Regions from separate parts of the Mus musculus genome. Here region 2 is linked to region 1. The links are chromatin contacts, called in public promoter capture Hi-C maps. All regions are on one chromosome and are shown on one strand. The core of a region is the stretch at or near the end of the contact, and the rest is flanking DNA. Distances in the headings are between cores, read along the strand shown.

Region 1 (4,523 bases), core at 245-2,744:
CACAGAGCTGCCCCCTTTCTACACATGGAAGCCAGCTTCCTGGGCTGGCTCCCAGTTGTGTGGTCAAGTACTCAGAATGAATGAGCCCTTGAGTTTGATTCCCAGTACTGCGATCAATCAACCAACCAATTAATCAATATAGCAGAAAAGAAAAAGGTGTGTGTGTGGGGGGGTGGAATCAGAGTCCAACCACTAAAAACACTCAAAATCCCAGAAGGGAATTTTAGAGTTTCACTGGACTCCAGTTATTGGTCACCCAGGCCCGAGGGGTTAAATCCCCTCTGAGCTTGCCCCAAGTAAGTTTTCCTGAAGCTGCTTACAAGGAGAAAACACGGGAACAGTCATTATTTTGGCTTTCATTATCGGAAGCCTAGAATCCTTATCAGAGCTGGAGTGTCGCTCCATGGTTAGACCTCTTGCCTTGCCTGCATGAAGCCTTGGGTTTGACTCCTTACAGTGAAAACAGTCATTTTAAGGCAGGACGAGTGGATGCTAGACGCTTTGATCGGTGATTAGCACTTTCCCAACAAACAAGTTTCAGCATAAGGGTGGCAGGACAGATAGTGGGGCTGGAGGATACAGAGGGAAGGGGAGAGGAGGGGGCAGAAAGAACGAGAAAGCTCGCCAGCCAGCCCTGGTGGGGGAGATCTGAGGAAAGTGAAGATAAATACAGTGCATACCACAGCTCTCTGGAGAGCCGCAGACGCTGCTGGGCTCCACGTGCTGGGGGGGGGGGGGGCTGATGGGGGGAGGGTGCTGAGCTTGGAAAGAATTCCCAAACAAAGGGGGGGGGGGTGGAGCACATTCTTGTTTCTGAGTCCTTCTGCCCATATGTCATCACGACATTCATGGAAGGACCTATTTATAGCAAAATGCAAAATGGCTGGTGAAAGACTTCAGAGCCCAGGGCCATCGATTACTGAGAACCAGATAGGTAGGTTATAAGGTAATTTATCCACCCCACCCCGCCTCCATTTTTTTTTTCCAGAATAATAATGCTGATGGGAAACACTAACGTTGCTCTCTCGCCCTAAAAGTCCCTTGGAGTGGGAATTGCTGCGCCCACGAAGAGCCTCTGTCCTCTTTCCGGATTCTGGGGTCAAGGAACCCTCAAGAGTTGCAGGCTCCAGGCCAACAGTCACTGGGGCGGCAGAAAGACCCAGCGTTTCCCAGCAGAGAGGAAAACCCTTGGGAAAAGGGAGGGGTCACAAAGAACCCGGAGTAATATTTTGTCCCAACTCAATTTTAAATGTTAACCGTTGATTAAAAGTTGTTGACTTAAGAGATTTTATTTATTTATTTATTTATTTATTTATCTGTCTATCTATCAAAGACATTGTCATTTAATAAGAAAGTCCCGTGGGAGTCCTCAAGCGCTCCTCTTGGTAGTGGCTTCACCCTCTTAAAGAATGTAGCTTGATACCAGCGGGTGAGGCAGGATGCAAGAGTCTCCCGCTGGGCTCCTCTGTGCTGTGGGACAGAGCTGACACCTAGCGACCACGACGCACCCCGGACGGCGAGGCCGCAGCCAGCTCTTGTTTATCTTGTCAGGACAAATGTCAGAGCTGGAAGGGCGATCTTTTGGCAGGCACACGAGCTTCCAGCCCTCTCTCTCCCAGCTTATCTCAGCAGGCCCAGGGCTTGTCTTGTTTACCGAGCGAGCAAGCCGCCTTCCAGTGAACCGGGCTTCTGCTCCAATCTGTCTGTCGTTCTTGCCACAGGCTGAAGCCTCAAAGCCTTTCGGTCCTTTCCCCCTTCATAGACAGCAGGCAGGTTAGGGGTGATGCCTAGTTAAATATAAAGTTCCTTTTTCTAATGCAGACTGTTTGAGATATACTTAACATTTTAGTTGGGTTGGAGGTGGAGGTCAGGTGGCGTGCTCGGCTAAGGTTCTGGACTGATGCCCAGCACTGAAAAAAAAAGTCGTTTATCTGAAATCCAAACGTAACTAGGTATCTCACGTGTTTTTATTTGCTGAGTCTGGCTCTTGACAGTCATTTTTCCTATCACACTTCTTGGTTTTTGTGGCCACTCAAGAATTTGAAATGATTCTGTCTGTAGGTATGGAACTAGGTTTATTTTAGTCTGCTGTTTTAGTATCCAACAGGTCAATGGCAGATTAAACTGATATATCCAATATCTGCTAAATATTCCAGCCCTTTACTCGTGGCAGATATTAGAGTTGCACCTTCATGACATTTTGTTTTGTTTGTTTGTTTGTTTCTAACCAGTGCATACACAGAGACGTGAAGCCGGAAAATATTCTCATCACCAAACAGTCAGCCATTAAGCTCTGTGACTTTGGGTTCGCACGGCTTCTCAGTGAGTACCCACGGCTTCTTCAATGTAAAAGGAACATTCTTGCTGGGACAGCTGGTTTCCATACTACAGAAAGCTGGTTCTTGTATTCTGCCCCGGGAATAATCTTGCAACAAATTACGGTTCCTGCCAAATCTTGTAATGAAATATAACTTGAAAAATGTATAAATACACAACAATTTAGATATGTATGCTATATGTAAATTGTAGCACAAAAGTTATTATAAAGCCTGCTAATCTCCTGCCTTCTCCAACCCCCCAAACAATACTTACCAGAATTAATACTTCAGATGAATGCCTTTTAATCTTGGCTATAGATTAACACCCAAGGAACTTTTAAAAAGTATGCGGGTAGCCTTGGGCCCTCTCCAAGTGTTCGGATTAATTGGGCCGGGAGGAAGCCCAAGTATCAGTAATTTAAAACATCCTACAGCCAAGTGATGACAACCAGCAGCTAGCACTGAGAATGGTGATTCGGAAAAGCTTCATTTCTTAGGTTTTTCCCTGCTCAGTTTTGACTCCGGGCTTCCACTGATCTGTTTTCCACGTTTCTGCACCGGCCAGCTGGACCAGGTGACTACTACACGGACTACGTGGCCACCCGGTGGTACCGCTCACCCGAGCTGCTAGTGGGAGACACGCAGTATGGTCCCCCTGTAGATGTCTGGGCAATTGGCTGTGTGTTTGCTGAGTTACTGTCCGGAGTGCCTCTATGGCCAGGAAAATCTGACGTGGATCAGCTCTACCTGATAAGGAAAACCCTGGGTAAGTGGTTTCCGCTGACTTTGAGAGAACCTGCTCGCTTCTCCCACACCCCCTGCTTACCTGACACCTTTAGGAAACAGACATTTCTCAGCCTCGCTGAAATGGCTCCATTAAAAGTGTCTATGGTTTGTTCAAATGACAAGACTTAATGATTACTGGGAATTTACTAATTGTCCAGGATATATAGACTAATCTCTTAAGCTTAGGTCAGATCCTCTTAACTTCTAAATGTGTTAAGCCTGGCAACAGAACTACTGCAAGGACTTAGCTGGTCACAGGCGGCTTCCATGTTACAAGCTGAACATCCCTCATCCAGACGGCTTGGGACTCTAGTGTTTGTGACATTAGAGGTTTCAATGTGGTATGTAAGGGAAGGGACCCGAGTCTAAACAGAAAATTCATTTATGTTTCATTTCATTTCTTCCCATATCCTAAAGGCTGGTTATATGATCGTTCTAGCGTGCCCGCATTTGACCATGACACTTGGAGTCGAGTGTAGCATCTCCTACTTGTAGGATCATGTTGGCACTCAGTCTCAGAATTTTTAATGAGGGATGCTAAGCCTGCATTAGGATGAGGTGATTCATCCAGATGTCCTTACTGCAGCCTGCCTGACAAGTTTTGGATTATTCAGATTACCGTAGAGGAAGAACCTCAGCCTTCTAAGTGTCGAGAAGAAAGTCTTGTTCACCGTGCCCCCCTCCTACAATTAAGGGCAATGGGAAGGACAGAAGAGAAAAGGGAGGAGGGTACAGTAAAAGAGATCCATAACTAGTGGTTGCTGTTTTCAGAATCCAGGAGTTAGATTCTACTCTGCTAAGGAACGCCATTTAAAGCACTCTTTCTCTGCTCCATAACTCTTGTATTACCAGCAATCACCATAGAGCTTTGTCTTCCCAAAGTACTGAAGGCCACCTGAGGGTGAGACTGTATTTCCATTTGTTTGTTTGTTGAGACAGGGTTTCTCTGTGTAGCCCTGGATGTCCTGGAACTCCTTCTGTAGACTAGGCTGGTCTTGAACTCAAATTCCACCTGCCTCTGCCTCCCGAGTGCTGGAATTAAAGGTGTGCGTCACCAGGGTCCGGTGGTGTTTCCTGTTTTTATCGTCTCCACCAATGTCTTGCACATTGGAGCCTCCTTGGAGCTCACGCAGGGTCACTCAGCCTTCCTTGGCTGTTCCGTCCAGTGGCTTTAGGGCACTCTCCTGCCGCTCCAGCCCTAGTGGGGAGGCTTTGACAGCTCGGGGACATATGTCTCTACTGTGTGTGTGTATCTGTAATTCATTTTTAAAGCTAGGGGCTAAGGGGCTTCATTACAGTGTTTTCAGACATAGGAATCAACACCCTAGAGGCTGTGTTTTTGCTTGCTTATCCAAACTAGAGCAAGGTTCTGGATTTGAGTGAGAGGTAAAGTTCTGAACCGAGTAGCACTGGTCACTC
Region 2 (4,713 bases), core at 10-2,509, 210 kb before region 1:
TGATTTCCTGCAGCTGGAGGTCTAGGGGGATGGGAGCTACTTAATGAGGGGTTGGGAACTGAACTCCAGTCCTTTGCAAGAACTTCCGAGCCATGCCTCCAAACCTGTCTTCTTAGTATTTATTTCTTGTTACTCATCCTCAGGAATACTTGGCTCCCAAATGATTCATCTTCTGTCTCAGTTGTTGTAGTTGAATAGTGTTCCTCTGTCACCTGTCAGTCTGCCAGCACTGACGCCACTCACTAGTGACTGCATGCTTTTCTGTGTGACCACTTGTGAGCACGGCATGCTCTCGAGGATTCTAAGTTCTCAACATTAACTTTGTATGAACTTTAAGGAGCATAGGATGCGCTTTTTGGAAATTACAGAACCACTATAGTCTGAAAGCAGTATTAACGGTATTACTCAAGACTAATATTACATTTGATTTTTAAAATAAGCCCGAAGTAATATTTAACAGTTTTTTCCCTTCCTTAACAAGCAGCACATTTGTGGCTAGAGAGATGGCTCAGTTGTAGAGAGCAAGTTCAGTTCCCAGAGTCTTTATGGCCACTCATCACTGTCTGAGATTCCAGTTTTAAGGGATCCAGTACCCTCTTCTGTCTTTGCATGTGGTACACAGACATATAATGTGGGCAAAACACCCAATATACATAAAAGTTAATCTAAAAAAAAATCCCCCAATTAAAAAATAAATAGGGCTGGAGAGAGTGCTGCTGCTCTTGCAGGGGGCCCTGGTTCAGATCCTAGGAGCCATAGAGTGTCTTAAAACTGTAACTCCAGTTCCAGGGTATCTGATGTCTTCTCTGGCGTTCTCAGGCACCAGGCGTGTACACAGTGCACTGGCATGCATGCAGGTCAAGCATTCATACACATAAAAAATGGAAATGAATTTTAGAGAGAGGGAAGGGGGGAGATAGTGTATTCAGAGCTATGTGTGTTCGCATGCGCCTGTATTCGTAGCCACTGAGAAGTGTGAGGCAGGAGGACATCCTGCACACAGAAGTTCAAGGTCAGCTTAGGGCCCCAGCTCAAGAAAAATATATCTAAGTAGCAAGTTTTACTAACGCAAATACTTTAACATGAAGCTGAGTTTTATGTATAATAAAAATATCTATAAAAAATAGACCAGTTTATTGTTGTAAATGCACATTTCTGTCTTATCTTATTAACATGTTTTCCTACAGATATGACCACATTCTGAAGTGGGAGCTCTTCCAGCTGGCTGACCTGGACACGTACCAGGGAATGCTGAAGTTGCTCTTCATGAAGGAACTGGAGCAGATTGTGAAGTTGTACGAGGCCTACAGACAGGCTCTTCTCACTGAGTTGGAAAACCGCAAGCAGAGGCAGCAGTGGTATGCCCAGCAGCATGGCAAGACGTTCTTAAGTTAACTTATCACAAGCCAAGTTTATAAGAGCTTTAAAATATTTTCAGATAAATGACTGCAAACAAGTTCTTTGGTTAATAAAGGTAACTTACTATTTGGAAGTATAAAATTCTAGTTTTACATATATTTTGTTATCAATTTTTTTTCTTTTATTGAACCAAGAAAGTTTTATCATTTAAAAAGCCAATATGGCATATGCTACCAAATGCTGTATTAGGAAACTGCTGGAGACTCTGGACAAAAAGTAGTACAGGAAGAGATTATCAGCATAAACAGGCATTAAATAGGAAACCGTCACTCTCTGACTTTTTATGGACACACCCTTCTTGTTTAGGAAACAGAAGAGGATGAGAGTACATCTGTGATCAGTTGCTACGTGTGGTGTCAAGTGTTTTCTGGAATGAGATGGTTTGACTATTACCATAGGTATAGTTCAAAATACAAAACAGGACTTGGAACCTTTATTGTAACAAGCTTGTACGTGTGTGGTCATCTCCCCCCCGCCCCCTCAGTCCCCCGACCCCCAATGTAAGGAACACCTTTGAAGGAGAAAGATGAAGTCTTTGAGGAATACATTCAGAAATACAGGACTATAATAAATACATGCCTCTTAGTGCGCAACTGTTGCTAATACGGCTTCCTTCCTTTGAGGCAGAGCACATAAGTACAGTTAGCATGGCTCTGAGACACAGCACAGGCTTCCTGACCACATAGAATACTGCCTTCCATCAGGGTGGGCTAAGTTGCCAAAAACGACAATCAGGGATCCAATAAGCAATCTTGGTCACTTAAGTAAATTTTATATTGCCTTTTTTATCTTTGAGAAGTATTTGTCATAAAGGTGTAGAAACAGGCTGTCATTCCTTCCTATTTTTCTTGCTTTGGGTTTAATAGTTGTTCATAATTAGTGCTGAACACTTGATTACAGATAAACTTATGGAACTTCCAGCTGTAAATCTAGAATTCTTGAGCTTCATAGCTCTTCAGTTGTGCTTACAAATGTTGTGAATATGTATATATATTAGTTCTTTTCCTAAGTATAAGCACTCCATGTTAGAAGTGACTTTGAATTATTGATAAAATTTCGCATTTGATTTTATATAACAAGTTATTAAATATATTTTTGTGGAAACTGTCTGGTCCTTGAATGCATGTTTTGGTATATTTAGTCTAATGTTTGATGCTTTATACTTGTTATGCTTTATCATTCTGTTCAGAAGGCCCACAAGCCTATAATGAAAAGAGAAGCTGAAGCTAAAATATGGCTACTGGGACATTATCAGGGGAAGAGAATTAGTGCGCATACGGCCAGCTGTCTGTAAAGAAGTGTAAACTTCTGTTCAGCTTGTAAGCTTACACACATTCTTCTGTCTCTCTTACTTTCTGTTCACCATTTCTGAGACAGTTAAAAATGTCTGCTTGGGCTCCCGGGTAGATGAGGCATTACCATTCTTCCATTACTAGTCTCTCCTCTGATTTATTTTCCTCTAAAGGGTTTAGTTTCGTTAACAAAATTCCACTAAAGATTTCAGTTATTAGAAATATATTATAGCCAGGTGGTGGTGGTAGTACATACCTTTAATCCCAGCACTTGGGAGGCAGAGGCAGGTGGATTTCTGTGAGTTCGAGGCCAGCCTGGTTTACAGAGCAAGTTCCAGGACAACCAGGGCTACACGGAGAAACCCTGTCTTGAACCACCACCGCCCCCACTGCACACACCCCCCTCCCCAACACACAAAAAGAAATATAGACTCCCTGGTTTACATGAACTGGAAGGATGCTACAGGTAGCAACATGTTTCTAATTTGGGAGGTGGGCAGGGCCATCACAAGTTGAAAGACAGCTTGAGCTGCATAGTAAAATCTTGTCTAAGGAGTAAATAAACTTTTTTTAAAATCAAAGAACTGGAAAGTACCTAATACAATTAGCTTGTATTTAAGATGTATATTTAAGTTTGAAGTGGGATCAGAAATAGTGTATGCTCACACCACCTTGAGCACCCAGTCTTGTCTTGAAATGGTATCAGAAAGAAAATGCACCTTGAACTGAGGCAGAATAGACCTTTCATGCCACACCAGACCTCCCAAGTAGTTCTAGAGCCAGTGAGCATTTGGTTTAATGTTAGGAAACAGTAAAGTTTAATAGTTCACATATTAAAAGAATAAACCTATGAAGAATACATTTGTGGTGTACCAAATGAAAAAATATACAGTGCAGTGAAACTCAAACACATGTACAAAACAATTTTTGTGCATTTTTGATCAAGAGATTTACATTCTATATTCATAAAGATATAAAAGAAACAATGTATAGTTTTTGGTAAAGCAACTTTTAAGCTCTCAAATATGTTTCAAGGTAAGAGCCTGTGGTATGTATAATATTATATAGATTAAAATCAAGCCTGCCAAGTTATACTGTGCTTTAACAAATAGCTATGTAAAATAACTTAAATTTTCTATAGAAATCAAATGAGCATATCCAAACCCAGAGTAATACTACACAATATTTAATTATAACCCAGTAGTAGAACTTAGAAAAGTCAAGCAGAACAAATCTATCCTCAAATTTACAAATACCTGAAATGATAATAGCATATTTAAAGACAGAAATGAGGAAACTGCACATTGACAAATAACCATGCATACATACATCTGCTCATTAAACACTGGAGTAAAGAAGTAAACTGTCCGAGTCCTCGGTCGGGTGTTTGGGTTTCACTCTAAAGGAAGCACTTTGCATGTTTGCATGGAAACAAAAGCTTTGATAGTTAGCTGACAAACGGTCATGCACCTGCATGTTTTTAGATTAAATTTTCTTCTTTTCCGGTTGTTGAGTAGGCTCTGACTTGGGTGCAGGGAAAGCTTGGTGACACAGGTGTCTGTGGGTTGCTGCTGCACTGTAAAGCTTGTATAACGCCTAGAATATAAGAACCAGGGTTAGAAGACACACAGGTCTCATTTCCTTTTTAGCTTATAGTACTATATAAAATTCAGCATGCTGAAGTCATACTTTTCAAATACATTTTTGTATACGGTGTGCATGCATGTGTTTGTGTGTGTGGGTGTATGTGGAGGCCAGAGGTTGTTGGGCATCTTCCTTTAATGCTCTCCACATTATATATGAGGCAGAGTCTCTCACCAGTTTGGCTAGTCTAGCCACCAAGCTTGCCCCAAGAATCGCATGTCTTCTAAGCAGAGGGATTATGGATGGGCCACCACATCCACCTGGCATTTGAGTAGATCTGAACTCAGGTCCTCAGCCTTGGGTGGCAAGTGATTTACCCACTGAGCCCTCTTCTCAGTCCCAAATTGATACATCTTTA

Evidence for each region. Promoter capture Hi-C pulls out the DNA fragments that hold promoters and counts their contacts.
Region 2: a promoter capture Hi-C map of the 3T3-L1 cell line shows a contact between it and region 1, with 4 times the contacts expected there. The contact joins two enhancer-like sites. A contact is called at or near these places in 10 of 39 promoter capture datasets (the 3T3-L1 cell line, 3T3-L1-derived adipocytes, the C10 cell line and 4 more), 1 of 15 datasets of contacts at CTCF or cohesin (large pre-B cells), 2 of 484 Hi-C or Micro-C datasets (the C10 cell line and pre-B cells), 2 of 115 datasets of contacts at active chromatin or transcription factors (embryonic stem cells and stem cell-derived neural progenitor cells) and 2 of 9 other capture datasets (embryonic tail and embryonic trunk).

Annotation. Positions count from the first base shown.
Region 1 is chr12:69,755,007-69,759,529 of GRCm38.p6, reverse strand. Cdkl1 (cyclin-dependent kinase-like 1 (CDC2-related kinase)) reads left to right here. Exons shown (of 10, transcript NM_183294.2): 5 at 2,232-2,322; 6 at 2,884-3,084. Among named protein-coding and RNA genes, the nearest start is that of Mir681, 6.7 kb to the left of the region's middle. RefSeq lists an enhancer at 268-2,121. Within about 2 kb of position 1,494, at least 124 of the 459 cell types and tissues checked have an H3K27ac peak or open chromatin away from gene starts, as enhancers often do.
Region 2 is chr12:69,962,822-69,967,534 of GRCm38.p6, reverse strand. Sav1 (salvador family WW domain containing 1) reads left to right here. Exons shown (of 5, transcript NM_022028.2): 5 at 1,188-2,523. The coding sequence ends at 1,395. It overlaps Atl1 (atlastin GTPase 1), which reads right to left. Exons shown (of 15, transcript NM_178628.5): 15 at 3,450-4,307. The coding sequence ends at 4,197. It also overlaps the pseudogene Gm3086. Among named protein-coding and RNA genes, the nearest start is that of Gm52003, 7.5 kb to the left of the region's middle. Within about 2 kb of position 1,259, at least 13 of the 459 cell types and tissues checked have an H3K27ac peak or open chromatin away from gene starts, as enhancers often do.